Linked DNA regions of Triticum aestivum: regions 1 and 3 are each linked to region 2. A link is a contact called in public Hi-C data. All regions are on one chromosome and are shown on one strand. The core of a region is the stretch at or near the end of the contact, and the rest is flanking DNA. Distances in the headings are between cores, read along the strand shown. Region 1 holds the start of LOC123181241 (AB hydrolase superfamily protein YfhM). Region 2 holds the start of LOC123181243 (probable prolyl 4-hydroxylase 3). Region 3 holds the start of LOC123181246 (1-acyl-sn-glycerol-3-phosphate acyltransferase LPAT1, chloroplastic).

What was found. Hi-C and Micro-C count contacts between places; a contact is called where the count stands out from the background.
Region 1: a contact with region 2 is called in a Hi-C map of leaf, with 2.8 times the contacts expected there. The contact joins the promoter of LOC123181241 here to the promoter of LOC123181243 in region 2. A contact is called at or near these places in 2 of 5 Hi-C or Micro-C datasets (both in leaf).
Region 3: a contact with region 2 is called in a Hi-C map of leaf, with 3 times the contacts expected there. The contact joins the promoter of LOC123181246 here to the promoter of LOC123181243 in region 2. A contact is called at or near these places in 2 of 5 Hi-C or Micro-C datasets (both in leaf).

What each region holds. Positions count from the first base shown.
Region 1 is chr1D:243,194,618-243,199,198 of IWGSC CS RefSeq v2.1, reverse strand. It overlaps LOC123181241 (AB hydrolase superfamily protein YfhM), which reads left to right and starts at 1,511. Exons shown (of 5, transcript XM_044593500.1): 1 at 1,511-1,794; 2 at 1,872-2,137; 3 at 2,877-3,038; 4 at 3,127-3,362; 5 at 3,660-4,077. The coding sequence starts at 1,707. The coding sequence ends at 3,912. LOC123181239 (protein STABILIZED1) reads right to left here. Exons shown (of 3, transcript XR_006491599.1): 3 at 4,581.
Region 2 is chr1D:243,492,407-243,496,792 of IWGSC CS RefSeq v2.1, reverse strand. LOC123181243 (probable prolyl 4-hydroxylase 3) reads left to right here and starts at 3,019. Exons shown (of 8, transcript XM_044593505.1): 1 at 3,019-3,406; 2 at 3,533-3,620; 3 at 4,349-4,386. The coding sequence starts at 3,174.
Region 3 is chr1D:243,833,780-243,838,842 of IWGSC CS RefSeq v2.1, reverse strand. LOC123181246 (1-acyl-sn-glycerol-3-phosphate acyltransferase LPAT1, chloroplastic) reads right to left here and starts at 3,378. Exons shown (of 6, transcript XR_006491601.1): 1 at 3,012-3,378; 2 at 2,739-2,909; 3 at 1,730-2,136; 4 at 1,305-1,406; 5 at 899-1,211; 6 at 215-479.

The DNA.
Region 1 (4,581 bases), core at 262-2,761, 300 kb after region 2:
GTCTGTGGTATTTGGACGTTTGAAGGTTTTTCCAAACGCTCGAGCCCTCCCGAGAACCATGGAATCAAGGAGGGGGAAGTTGAATCTGTGTATTATGGTCAACTTCTCTCTCATCTGGTGAACCAGGTAGTTGGAGGTGGGTTTAGATGACAAGAGGCCCGGGCCAAGCTTTGTGATCTTACAACATCATCTTGGAAATCTAAATCACACTCGCCGCAAAAGAAAAAAAATCGAAAGTTCTTACCCATCGTGAAAGACATGCTTTGAAATAGCAGAGGTTTTCGTGACTTGTATAAACACCGACACATCGATGATGTGTGTGTGGTCATGGGTTTGACTCTGTTGCGATAATAGAATCGGGTAAACATGACTTTCCTATGCATGTTCTTATTCACTTCTTCGGTGGTTTCGATGTCACCTCACGTTGTTTATCTCCGCATGGCAGGTTCTGTGGGATCTATGGGCGTTGACCCACTGGCTAAATGCCAGGGACAATAGGCTCTGGTAGACGCGCCTGGGCTTGTGAGGACTCTTTTCTCAATCCATGCAAGGAAGTGTAAAGTTTTTCTTGAAATAGATACGGTTTCGCTCAACGACGGGGCTTGTTGCCTTTCATGAGCCAAAAGCGATGGTTATAATATTGCCCCAAATATGGCTCCCTCCATCATGTATTAACTGTTACTCAAATGAATGTATCTAGCACTAAAATATATCTACATACATATGTTTGAGTGATAATTAATATGAGACGGGAAAGTAGTTTTTGTGTAATTTACTAGTACTATATTTATTTCTTGAGTGAATTCCATATTTTACCCCCTAGATATGCATTTGTGACACTAATTACCCGTTTGAGTGGAAATTCGTCGAGAATACCCCTTTTAGAAGCTTTGGACCCTCGTTTTCTTATGCGGGTCCATTAGACAAGGGGTGAGGTGACGCCCGGGGTCCAAAAATATGTGGATGACAATGGCGAATGGAACAGATGTTCAAGAGAAGTCTCGACATGATCGTCAATAATGCCCTCCGATCTTTATGCATTTCTTTTGTGAATCATTGACGCAACATGAAGATCCTATCTAGTAACATATACAAGCAAAATGCAAAACCGGGACAAAACCGTGTTAAAATTCTCTAAAATTTGATATTTCGATAGAAGTTTCACTAAATAGAGTAATATGTGTCACAAATGTACAAGTACATGGTAAAAAATGGAATTCACTCTTATTTCTTTAATACTCCCCTCCGTTCATAAATACTACTCAAATGTCTTAATTTCATTTATAAATCAAGTGTATATAGACATGCTTTAGTATATTTGTTCACTTTGCTCACTCATTTCAGTCTCTATATAATCTATATTGAAATATTCAGAAACATCTTATATTTGTGAAGGGAGAAGCTGATAAAATAAGATTGTTTGCAGAGGAAAAAGCTTACGTTGGTGGGCAAGACGAGCCAACCGGCCGACCAGCACTATCCCGGTCGTCGATAAACTTTGTGGAGGCTATAGTAGTTGGTGGGCAGTACTAGAGACAAAACTGGTGCTCTCTCTTCTTCGGCAGCATCTCCGCCTCTCCGGACTACTGTCGTTGTTACCAACCAGCCGGCAATCTCCATCCACAAGCTCTAAAGAAAGAAACGGGCAATCAGAAAGCCTTCTCTTCCAAGAAGTGACGCGGGAGAGGGGCAGAGCGGCGCAAGCCATGGCCATGGCGGAGCAGCAGCAGCAGATCGAGCACAGCCACCTCGCCATCAGAGGCCTCAACCTCCACGTAGCCCAAGCAGGCACAGGTCAGCGCCCCCTCCCTCCCTCGACCACGCCCGCGGCAGGCCGGCCGATGTGAGTGGTGACCGTTGTTTGCTTGCAGGCGAGCTCGGGACGGTGCTGTTCCTGCACGGCTTCCCGGAGATATGGTACTCGTGGCGCCACCAGATGCTGGCCGTGGCCGCCGCCGGGTACCGCGCCATCGCGCCGGACTGGCGGGGGTATGGCCTCTCCGACCAGCCACCGGAGCCAGAGGCGGCGGTGTACCGCGACCTGGAAGAGGATCTCCTTGCCGTCCTGGATGCACTATCCGTTCCCAAGGTGCCCTCTAGCCCTCGATTGTGGGGAGAATCAATGTCCGCTTCAGGGGTCAGTTCTCGGTTGGGGAATAAGGGGGAATTCTTGGTTGGTGTTGGTCTCTTAAAATCAGCCTGGGGATTCCGGGGGCAGTTCGTATATAGAGTTACTAACATGGTAACAGACAGTGTGAGTTCTACTAGTTCAGGGTCCTGTGGGAGAAAAATTCAGATGTAACTAGATATTTGAAGCAGCTGAGATTGATTGCCTAAATATGTAAGAAAATTAATAAACTCATGGAGGCTTTGAACAGGAAATCATGCTAGAGTTGGTGTGCTTACAAACACATAACAATTCAATCATAGGATTCTTCTTCCTCCATCTTATGTGAGAGCTGGGTTGTTCACTTGTTGAGCGATCACTTGAGTCTATTACTGTACTACTATATTTCCAGAATTCATGTTGTACCTATGAAACCAGGTTTATTGTTCTTCTGAAACAAGTATTAACTTTTCATCAACACAATCAGAATTTATTCATACCGTGCTTCAAAGTACTCTCCCGCACTTTTAACAGGCAAATTTGTCACAGTACTGTTGTTTCATTTGTTCATCTGTAGTATCAAATTATTGATTGGTATCAGTCCCGTTGAGTTGATGTATTAGCTGACACTCAATGGGATATAGGCAGCACCGAGAGTCAAAAATGCCCTGACACTGATCATTATTTGAAAATAGGATAATTCCCTCACTAGAAACAGTGTTATTCTTCAATGTTCTCTTCTGATAACTTCCGTTTTACCTCACATCAGGCTTACCTTGTGGCAAAGGATTTCGGAGCCATGCCAGCTTATGATTTTGCTCTTCGTCACCCCAACCGCACATGCGGTGTTATGTGTTTGGGTATCCCTTTTCTTCACGGTGGCTCCTCCTTCACTGCCATGCCCGAAGGCTTCTATATACTGCGTTGGCGGGTTTTTACCCTAACCTGAAAGTCCCATGTCAAGCACATGACTAGAGAGTTCTTCTCATGATATCATACAAAAAGCTTGCGCTGTGCAGGAACCAGGAAGAGCAGAGGCAGACTTTGGCAGGTATGACGTCAAGCGAGTCGTGCGCACCATCTACATTCTCTTCTCTAGAAGCGAAATCCCGACAGCGAAGGAAGATCAAGAAATCATGGATCTCGCGGACCTGTCGACTCCCCTTCCAGAGTGGTTCACCGAGGAGGATCTTGCAGTCTACACGTCCCTCTATGAGAAATCAGGTTTCGTGTATCCACTGCAGATGCCATACAGGTAAACGCAGCGATTAGTAATTTCCATTCTCTTAAAGGTGCCTAGATTATGAGCGTGATTGGTTTGCTACCAATATTTGGCTAGCCAAATGTTGGTAACTTTATGTGAGATAGGCAAGACAACTAGGTAACCAACCAATTAGTAGCCAATATTTGGCACAATGCCAAACATTGGCATGCCAATTTTTGGCACCAAACCAATTGTGCTCTATGTGCCATTGTGGTGACTCAATAGGTTGTGGTATTAGGCTCATCAAGTATTGACAGATACTTATATGTGTGCTGCAACGCTTGACAGGTCTCTCCATAAGAGGCATCCAATCGAAGACCCAAAATTTGAAGTCCCGGTGTTCGTCGTCATGGGGGAGAAAGACTACGTGATCAAGTTCCCCGGGGTCGAGGCCGTCTTGAAAAATGGCACCATGGAGAAGTTTGCGCCAGATCTGAAGATCACTTACATCCCTGAAGGAAGCCATTTCGTTCAGGAGCAATTTCCGGACAAGGTCAATGAGCTCCTCCTTGGCTTCCTCAAGGACCATCCTGTGGCTTGACACACGGGGTCTAGTCTACTATGCTTGGCCTGCCCTCGGTCTCATAAGAACCCTACTCCGTGCACATTCCGCAGTGTTATGAACATATGATGCGTGCTTCCATTGAAGTGAAGGATATGCTAGTTTCATCAACAATCTTTAATAAATACGTATGTATGTTGGGTCCGTGTTGTATCTAATCCTTTAGAACGCCATAGTGTTCAGTCCTCCTGGGAACCGTGTATTTCGCCAAAAACCTATCTGAATTTCACTTGGAATTCCAAGGAATCGAATCGAAGATCGTCTCTAGCCTCGTATGCCCAAGAGGTGAATCATCCTGGCTATAACTCGTTTCACTGATCTTAGAGTCGCTACCCACGAGAAGTGCATTGCATATTTTTGACCCTTGTTATACGTATATGCAAACTTTCAAGTCCTGAAACTGTACCTATAGGTGACTCCAGGTAGGCTAGTACGGAATCCCATGCAAAACGAGGACTGGGAACAACACTAGTCAGCACACCAGCGGATCAACTGCTTAAGTGGCAGTTTACGTCATTCGTGCGAGTGCGAGCTCCATCAATAGGCAAGCCACCAGCATACAGACAATGAATGTTACATCATTCAGAGCAAGCTATAAGAGTACTAGAAGAAGAATACATTTTTTACCACAAGAGTCAGAGCAAATAT
Region 2 (4,386 bases), core at 1,770-4,269:
CCGTGTAAAACTATAAACTTGCGATTATTTTGCAGTTCGACGCGATGTAATGGGTTTGCTAGAGATGCTCTAATGGCTCGGCCCAATAGTCGTCCTCCGGCATGTGTCCTAATAGGCATCCGTATATAATACTTTTTTGCAAGGACCACTCCCACCTTCCCATGTTACGACAAGTTGCGTCACTTGTTGCAACATGCGAGTTTTCCTTTTTCCATACACTCATTTTTTCAAAATGTTTTATCTCTTAAACCGTGCATCTAAATCTCGAACCGTTTTTACCGTTGTATTCTCGCATCGAGATCTTCAAAACTAGTTTCCATGTGTGAAGATTTGGAGGGACCATTTTTCACGAAAAAAGGACGAAAAAGAGAACCAGGAGCACGTTTTTCCTTTTTCCGAGAGGCATGATCGTGCCTCTCATGGAAGCAACCCCGTGCCTCCACGAGCAGTAAATCTGTGCTTCTCGCGAAAGGACCGTGCCTCTGACGGAAGCAAATCCGTGTCTGCACGAGAAGTAAATATGTGCCTCTTGCGCAAGAAAGAAAAGAAAACACGCTATTTCCCTTTCTAAGAGGCACACACATGCCTATCGCGGAAGGAAAAAAAACGTGAGAGGCACGGCCGTGCCTCTTATGAAGGAAAATTCATGCCTCCACAAGAAGTAAATATGTGCCTCTCGCATAAGAAAGAAAAAGAAAAACACGTGTTTTACATTTCTAAAGACACGGTCGTGCCTCTCGTGGAAGCAAATCTGTACCTCCATGAGAAGGAAATCTGTACCTTTCGCAGAAGGAAAAACATGCTTTTTTCTTTCCGAGATACAAGACTGTGCCTCTCGCAGAAGCAAAATCGTGTCTCAATGAGAAGTAAATTCGTGCCTCAATGAGAAGTAAATTCGTGCCTCTTGCGAAAGGAAAAGAAACACGTTTTTTCGCGCAATTTTTGTCCCGGATTTTTGGGGGTCCAAATCCTAAGAAAACCAGGGGAAAACCGAAAGGAAAAAAGAAGAAAAATTATCTAAAAGCCGAAAACGCGTATAGAAAAATAGAATAAAATCCGAAGAGAGCATCCAGAGCACAACACGTGACGTCGGTTAAGAGGCAGGGGCTCCTGAAAGAGTATTCCTTTATTAGTTGCTCTCGCAATCAAAGTGGTGGAACGATTCCTATTTGTACTGGGCCCAAACATGCGAGCTTTTTGAGCTGATATGCGAACTTTTCTTAAAATCTGTACTTTTTGCAAATTCATGACATTTTTTGGCATTCACGAACATTTTAAAATCCATGAACCTTTTCTGAATCTAAAAACTTTTAAAAAAACTTCAGATCTTTTTAAAAAATTTAAATCTTTTTCCTTTCAAATATGTGTTTTTAAGCAAATAATCCTTTTTAATCTATATAAAAACTGAAATTTTTTTTTTCTTTAAAGCGCTGCTGGGGCATAGCACTCACGCTTATGGGCCGTGTCCACAAGGCTCAGCGCGAGCGCTGGCTACGGTTCGGCGGAGACACTAAGAAAAAGATTTTCCCTAAAAAAAATAAAAAAAAAAGATTATTACCTAAAAAAAGCGCCGAGGAGGTCTCCGGATTGGCACCCGAGCGACGTTGGAAGCTTTTGGTTTGGTGCCGAGTTTCCTGCGTCTATTAGTAGTTGTATAAATCGTTTTTTTACATGGAAGTTGTAATCGTTACTCGAAAAAAAAGTAGTTGTAATCAGGCATTGCTGCGTATTCCATGTCCAGAGAGACTCTAATCTAGTCCAGCTAGATCTATATACAGAATACAGAGCTGCTGTCGGCAGATGCACTTATTTTGCATACACTTGTGGCTTCCGTCCGCGTCCGTGCTGCTGTTTTGTTTTCTTCTCCATCTATCCATGGACAAATTCTTCAAGGCGAGGTAACTTTCGTTCTTCAAGTTTTTTTTTTGAAATACTACAGTACAATCATCACAAGCATCTCGCAGTCGACGGAGACGTCACTTACCAATGGTATAAAGCTATTAAATCTTGAAATAAATCAATAAAACTGTGATCACCCATACCAAGTATGAGCATGCCTGGGGTTTCAACACAAGTGATCTGATCATCTTACCCGGAATAGAAAAGAGCGATCATCTTTTTTTTCTGAGGGGTAAAAACACTAGAAAGAAAAGTTGGGCGTTCTTTTTACGGTTTTGCTAAATCTTAGTCGATTGAGATTTCGTTATGTCTCAGTCGATGTTATGTTCCTTTAATCTTGCATTGAGATTCGTATAAACTTTTTTTTTCAATTTTTTTTCTTTTATATATATTATATGTCACTTGATTGAGGCTTCTTAATCTTAGTCGACTGAGATCTAGCCACACCCTTCTTTTTATCTTCCATACTCCTTTTAGGGTTCTATGTCTATAATTGAATAAATTGATTTCGTATAAGCATTTTATTGGCACCCATCTCTAATCGAATAAATTGACTTCGTATAAGCATTTTAATGGCGGCTATGGGATAGTTGCGTCAGATACCCCCCATCCCCCTATATTCTAGAAAGTATACAACTTGATTTAACAATGGGTATCCAATATTTGGGGAACCCCTTTCTCGAGCCCATATGTGTTTTTATGGATCTCAGTGTAACCGATTTGTCGAAAAATATACGCATTCATATTTTTCCATTAGGATGTGCATATCATGTTATTGCTTTTCATCCTAGTTCTATCTATCTTGTCACGGATCATCCCAATGATAAGGAAAAATTTGTATAATCTACACAATAATTAAATCCTGCGTACTTCCTTCGATCCATATTAATTGTTGATGATTTAATATGGATGAGAAGAGTACTCATATTTCCGGCCGTGTAGCTGGCCTGCGCATTTGTACCTTGTCGGCCCACTATTTCGCCGCGTCGACGGTGGACTTTGTCCGCAGTGGGACCCACTCCCTCCCAGTCCTGACACGTCACCCACAGGACCCACGGGACGCAGCAGCAGTTACGGTACAGCTAGCATCATACCTCGTCGAGCCGAACAAAATGCAGCAGCAGCATATCTCATCGAGCCTAAAACATACCGACGACTCGGGTCACACCGCGAGAGAGAAGGAGAGACAGAGGACGACGACGACGAGGAGGCGCTAAACCCACCGGGGCGGCGCCGAGAGACCTCACGGGCGGGCGGGCGGGCGGGCGCGCGCGATGGCGAGCAGGACGGCGGGGCGGGGCGGGAGGCCGCTGCTGGGCGGCGGCGCCGGGGCCGGGAGGCGCGGGAAGCCGTCCAAGGCGATCCTGGCCGCGCTGCTGCTGGCGTCGGTGGCGCTGCTGCTCCTCCTGGCGCTCGGCGCGCTCTCGCTGCCGGCCGGCTCCGGCCGCGGCGCGGTCCTCTCGCTCCCGCTCCCGCGCCCGCGCTTCCGTAGATCCGCGTTCGAGTCGTGCGTCCCCGCCTCCCCTCCGACGTCCACGGCCTCCGTGATCTGCCGTGTTCGTTGCCCGCGCACGCTGTCCCTTTTTTCCCGAGATTGACGTGGTGCTTGTTGTTCTCCGTTATCGTTGTGCAGGAGGCTGGAGAAGCGCGGGGAGAAAGGGGAGCCCTGGACCGAGGTTCTGTCGTGGGAGCCACGGGCGTTCATCTACCACAACTTCCTCGTGAGGCTCTTGCCCCATTCTGTTTTTTTGGTTTGGGCCTAAACGGCTGCCTCTTTATTCTTTACGTGCTTTATTGGTTCTAGCATGCGGGCTGGGAGATCTCGAGATCTTTGTCGGTGATTTTAGGCGATTGTTGAATTCCAGTTAAGAGCTCGTTGTAAACATTGGCCTATCCGTAACATATTAGATTCGTTAAGTAAAATCCGAAATGCTTGTACTTCAGTCGCAAGAATGCTAGTTATGATGTGAATTAGGTACAGAAAATTGCGCATGAAGGAAACATATGTGAGCTGGACGCCACTGGCATTTCACTGTAGAGGGCTTGTACATGCAGCGCGCCCGGACATGGCTCTTGTTGAGTTATACATATCTATTATTCATCTAGGAATCCTCATATGTATAGTCACACATAATTTGTGCTTCAAATCTGCTTGACCTTCAAGTCAGTGGCACAAACTCAGAAGTTCAGACACATGGAATTGGTACAAAGAGGTAGATGATAGATATCAACACTGGCATTAGAAACTTGGCATTGTGATTATTAGTATCCAAAATGCCTTTGGAAGGTGTTTACTTCTGATGACATTGCATAATAGGAGATGAAGAAATGTCATGTGTATTTGTTGTATTTATTACACCTGGTTGGTATTACCGCAACTATTTATCATCTATGTTAGTTCGCTTCAAATAGCGATCAGGGTATGACTTGACTTTACTGCTGCTCTCAGTCCAAGGAAGAATGTCAGTATTTAATTTCATTGGCAAA
Region 3 (5,063 bases), core at 2,129-4,628, 340 kb before region 2:
CTGAGTGAAAAAGAACAAAAGAAAAAAAAACGGGCAGCAGCAACGGCAGGGAAGGTAAAGCCCATTCCGTTAACATGAGGAGGCAAGACCCTAGCGTCGTACGGGAAGTTTCCGAGTCAGGACAAGAACGTCTCGGCGAGAAGCCGAACTCGGTTACTGATATGCACTTGAAAAGGCCGGGGGGGGGGAAGGCATCTTTATCAAGTCCCAAAAGGAAATCAACGTGCCAACTTTATTATCTTCTCACCCACAAAAAAATTTCTTATCTTCCCAGTATGTAGAATATGGCAAGATCATCTAAATCCAGATGAATTCTTTGACACATAACATCTTTTCATGTTAAATACTATAGAACAAGGCAAATAATGCAAACTACAATTTGTGAAAGATAAACTACATCAAAGCCTATTTTGCAAGTCACACACAGCAACTAACAAGCACAAGTCATTCTTATTCTTCCTCCAGCCCCTGTCTTCATTCTGCAGCAAAAAGAATGCCTGCACTCAGCACCTCTACTAGCTGCACAAACAAGGGTAGATCTTTTGGAATCCTTCCTTTTTAAAAAATACGTACTTACAAGTATTTCCGCCACCAAATACATCTGTGTTATATTCAGTCTCTTATTAGGACACTCGTCTCACACCTCCATGTGGTGGAGATAACAATCTCAAACCTCTAAATGTGGGGCACATATTCAAACTGAAGGTGTCCTTTTTCTTGAAGTTTAAACTGAAGATACGTTTTGCGCAGTCATACCATTATGCTACATGAACCTTATTTGAACAAATGATATACGACGCCCGTGGAAACTCTTTCATTTCAAAAAGCTGTTCTTCTTAAGAAGCAAATAGCATTTCCTACTGATTCTCAAAATATCGAACTAGTCAGTAACGTGTACCTGTAAACTATCTTTGCCTTGAGTCGACACGTTTCGGCAAACTAGGTTCCATGATCCATTGAATAGGAAAAACCACCCACTTCCACTAGTGCACTCCATAACCATGTAGAAGAAGAGTGTCTGCTATCACATTCCTTGCGTCGGTACATAATTTCTCTGCATCATTCCCTTCAATTGGACGGTGAATAATGACTTTTACTGAACCTGAATTAAGGTTGCTTTCCATTCCAGGAGGCATCAGTTTCCCTGTCCCAAGAAGGGTAATAGGTATGACAGGAACGCCAGTCTTCGCTGCGACACTAAATGCTCCTCGCTGGGGATAATTATAAAATGTCAGTACTTCACGGAACTGAAAGCTAATAGCGTAGTACACACAAGAGTAAAATAACATTCGACGGAACCTAACCTTGAATATACCTAGCTTTCCATCTTTACTTCGAGTTCCCTCTGGAAAGAAAAATACAGACGCCCCCTTTTTCACCAAATCCACACACCGTTTAAGACAGTCCTGAATTTAGAGGATATATGATATGTTCAACATGAAGTGTAAGTGGGTAAACTCTATAATAGGAAGGCATTTAACAAAAAATGTCATTAATGTTGAAAACTAAACTAAACTAAACAAAATAGGTTATCAGGTTTGGGCGTATGCATGTACGCTTCACATAAGATGCTGGAGCTGCACTAACAAAAAGGATATGCAAAGGAATTACCAAATAAGAACTTCTTCAGTGGCACAAATTGCAGGTAATCCACAACTTATATTCAATCACAAGATTATCGAAATTTAAGAGCCTACTGAAAAAGGAAGGGACAAGGCTAAGGCCATACCAGCTGGCTCCTGCTGTCCATACGCCGTAAAGGAATGACACCTAAGAGATACATTGCCCAACCAATAATTGGAAGCATAAAGATACTGGTCTTGCTTATAAATTTGAAGCACCTTCCTAGAGTTAGAAGGGTATAGATATCCAAGAAGCTCTGATGGTTAGCAACAAAGACAGCAGGGCTACTATTGGGAGGTAGATTCTCCATTCCCTCGACTTCAAGCTTGTAGAACATGGAAACTGTCAGAGTAGCCCAAATCTTTGCAATATAGTGCTGAGCCCTCCTACGGTGGCGGTCAAACAAGAGCACAAGTGGATGAACCACAACCATAGCTATAAACAAAAAGATCGCCACAACAGCAGTCACTGCATAGAAGAAGACCCCTCTGATCCTTGAAGCCACTTGCAGATCTGGTTAAATAAATAAATATAAGTAAGTTTTCCAAAAAGAAAAAGTGAGCACAAAAAAATCCAGCTAGAATATAATTTGAATGATTTCACCAACAGATTGTTTGCAGAATATGTGGAGATGATTTTCCTAATACGTACTAGTCAGTAGGGCCTACTACTTAAATTTCATCAAACATGCCACTGGCATTAGCTGCTACAGGGTTTATAAATACCTTAACAACTGCTGTTCTCCCTCTGAAATTAATCTAAAAACTCTAATGACACCTTTCACATGAGTAGAAGTAACAATTATAAGCCTACAGTCCATCATATATTGGTTATAAACAGAAGGAAGGAAAGTATCAAATCATATCCTCTGGTCCATACTGAAATGAAGGGTTGGGACAATAGTTTGAGTTTCTGCATTATTGGTTTATCAAAACTCACCTAACTCACATAGCACTAGCAACGGCAACATTGCAGGTTCATATACGCTCCATAACTTCCATATTTCGTAAAACTACATGTCAATGTGATTTTCTAGCTAGCACAGCTTAGCTACGCGGGCACTGGCATAAGAAGTTCAAAGCATTTGGCTCTAGAGAGGGGAGGAGGCCTGAAACCTGAAAGCCCCGACGAATCCTCAGGGTCATCGGCGGCCGCCGCAGCGGCCGTGACACCCGACCTCGCAACCAGCCATCGGCACCTCCCCGCCTGGAGCACCCGCGGGTTCGGGCAGCGGGACGCCATGGACACACGCCGAGGCCGGGCATTTATACCACCGCCAGCCACCACTGCAGAAGAGCGAAACAGAAACCAAGCACCAAATAAGATAGGATCAGCAGCAGCATCGCGGGGGCTTTCTCCGGAGGTAAGCGTCGAGCCGTGTCGCGTACCGTGCGCGGCGGAGGGACCGGCGGGGACGGCCGGGGCCGCGGTCGGCCTCAGCCAGACGAGCGTCCCCATGGACGAGCTCGCCGCACGCGTCCCCCTATGCCGGCGAGAGCAGCACGAACAGGCGGCAAGCGAGACGGTGACCGGACCGCGGAGGCGGGGCGCGGGTGCCGCGTCAGATCCGCGAGGCTCTAGATCATTGGCTGGGGCGGCGAGGCGGTGGCGCGCGCGCACGTGGCGAACGTGGGGTTGTTCGGCCTGGGGCGAGAGAATCCGGAGGCGGGGCGGGGGGGATGGCGCTGGGCGAAGCTCCGTTGGTGACTGGTGAGAGTGGATAAAATCGTGAGGGTGGAAGCGGGCGAGCGCGCGCTGACTGGACGCGCATGCGCGCGCGGACGGGGCTAGACTCGGGCAAAACGGTGGCCGGCGGTGGTTTGTTTCGGCGGTGTTTGCCAAGTTTCTCTGTAGTACATTCTGTGGCCCGGTTCGCTTTATCTACATTCGTTCTTTTTTTTTCAAAAGGCCCTAGGCCATATATTAAGTGTCACATGAATTTACAACACACACACCCAGAAAGATAAAATTACAGTTGATTTTGGGTGCCGAAATCTTCTTCCTCATTTATCCATCGGCGGAGGTATGAGCATAACTCGATGCTGCCTCTGGCCTCCATCTCGGGCGGGAAATTTTTTATTATTTTTTTGAAAACCCAATAGCTTGTAGAAGCAACAAATAAAAAGTCATCAATGCATACTAGGAGACACCAACGACCGCGAACTGCAACGCAAATCGAAAACACAGATAGAGGATATGCAAAAACTCTGAAGACCATGAACGTCAGCTGAATCAAGAAGGATCGACTGGAACCCTGAGTCGACCGGATCCCGGACCCGCCGGAGCACGGCTCCAGACATCCTCGCTATCGATAGACATACCAACATAATGAAAGAGCGAGGAGAACATTATTCCTAGAAGGCAGCGGCCTCGCTGTCCCAAACCAAACTCAAAGACTCCTAAATAAAACCTTGGAAAAATCACATGTATCATTGCACAACAGGTTCAGGCCTGATGTCGACCTCATCGCCGTTCAGGACAATGCATCGACTCCCTATTCTCGGGTGACCTAGCAAGGTCGTGCCACCATTGAAGATCGTTGCTCTGGATCACCAACGTCGCCGACGAGCATCACCTGCCGACAGTCATAGCCCGACCATGAATCACCATCGACATCCCGTAGCAGCCCACCAGCTCCTCCATATCAGGCTATGAACAACATCCTACCCACCACCGCGAGGCTAACCCTGGCGGCGGCAAGAGGGATCGGATCACGGGGTGGTGGTTAGGGTTAGGTCCTACCTTCGTCGACTCATGTTATTCCGGAGTTCAAATATGGCCCCAGCTAAAATGATGATAGAAATAATCCTATATGCTTTATCTAAGTGGCCACATTATTGATGTAAAAAGTACAAACTAGTCTATTATTGAGCCTAAAATAAGACAATATTATTACGGATCTTCTTCCAATCCGTTAAATCATATTTTTTTTGCTAATCTACTGGGTTTTTTTATTTGCTAGATGTGAATTGGGAAAGTCTCGGCTAACACCTATATCACTCAAAAAAAAATACAAGTCTCCTATATCATTCAATTGATCAAATAAAATAATCTGCACGAATCTTCACATAAAATCGAACGATGTAGGAGTTAGATGCGACTTGGTTAATTTTTATCTAGATGATAGCTAGCCAATCTTTTTTTATCACTTTTTTCGATTTTATCTATTTGCTACACTTGAATATATATTTTTCACCGGAACACATTTCAAAAATGTTCAAGATTTATTTGAACTTTTTACTTGTATTTTCCATTTTATTTATTTAAATGGTTTGATTTGAAATCAGCCAATACTTGTATTTTCTTTGTAGTTGTACTTTTAATCTACACAGATTGCACTTTAAGGTGGCCTTTGTTTGGGCTTTAGCTACAGAAAAAGAGAGAAATGATCTAGTCCTACAAAATTTTCCTCTCGTCCTTGGCGATTGCAACTCTAGCCG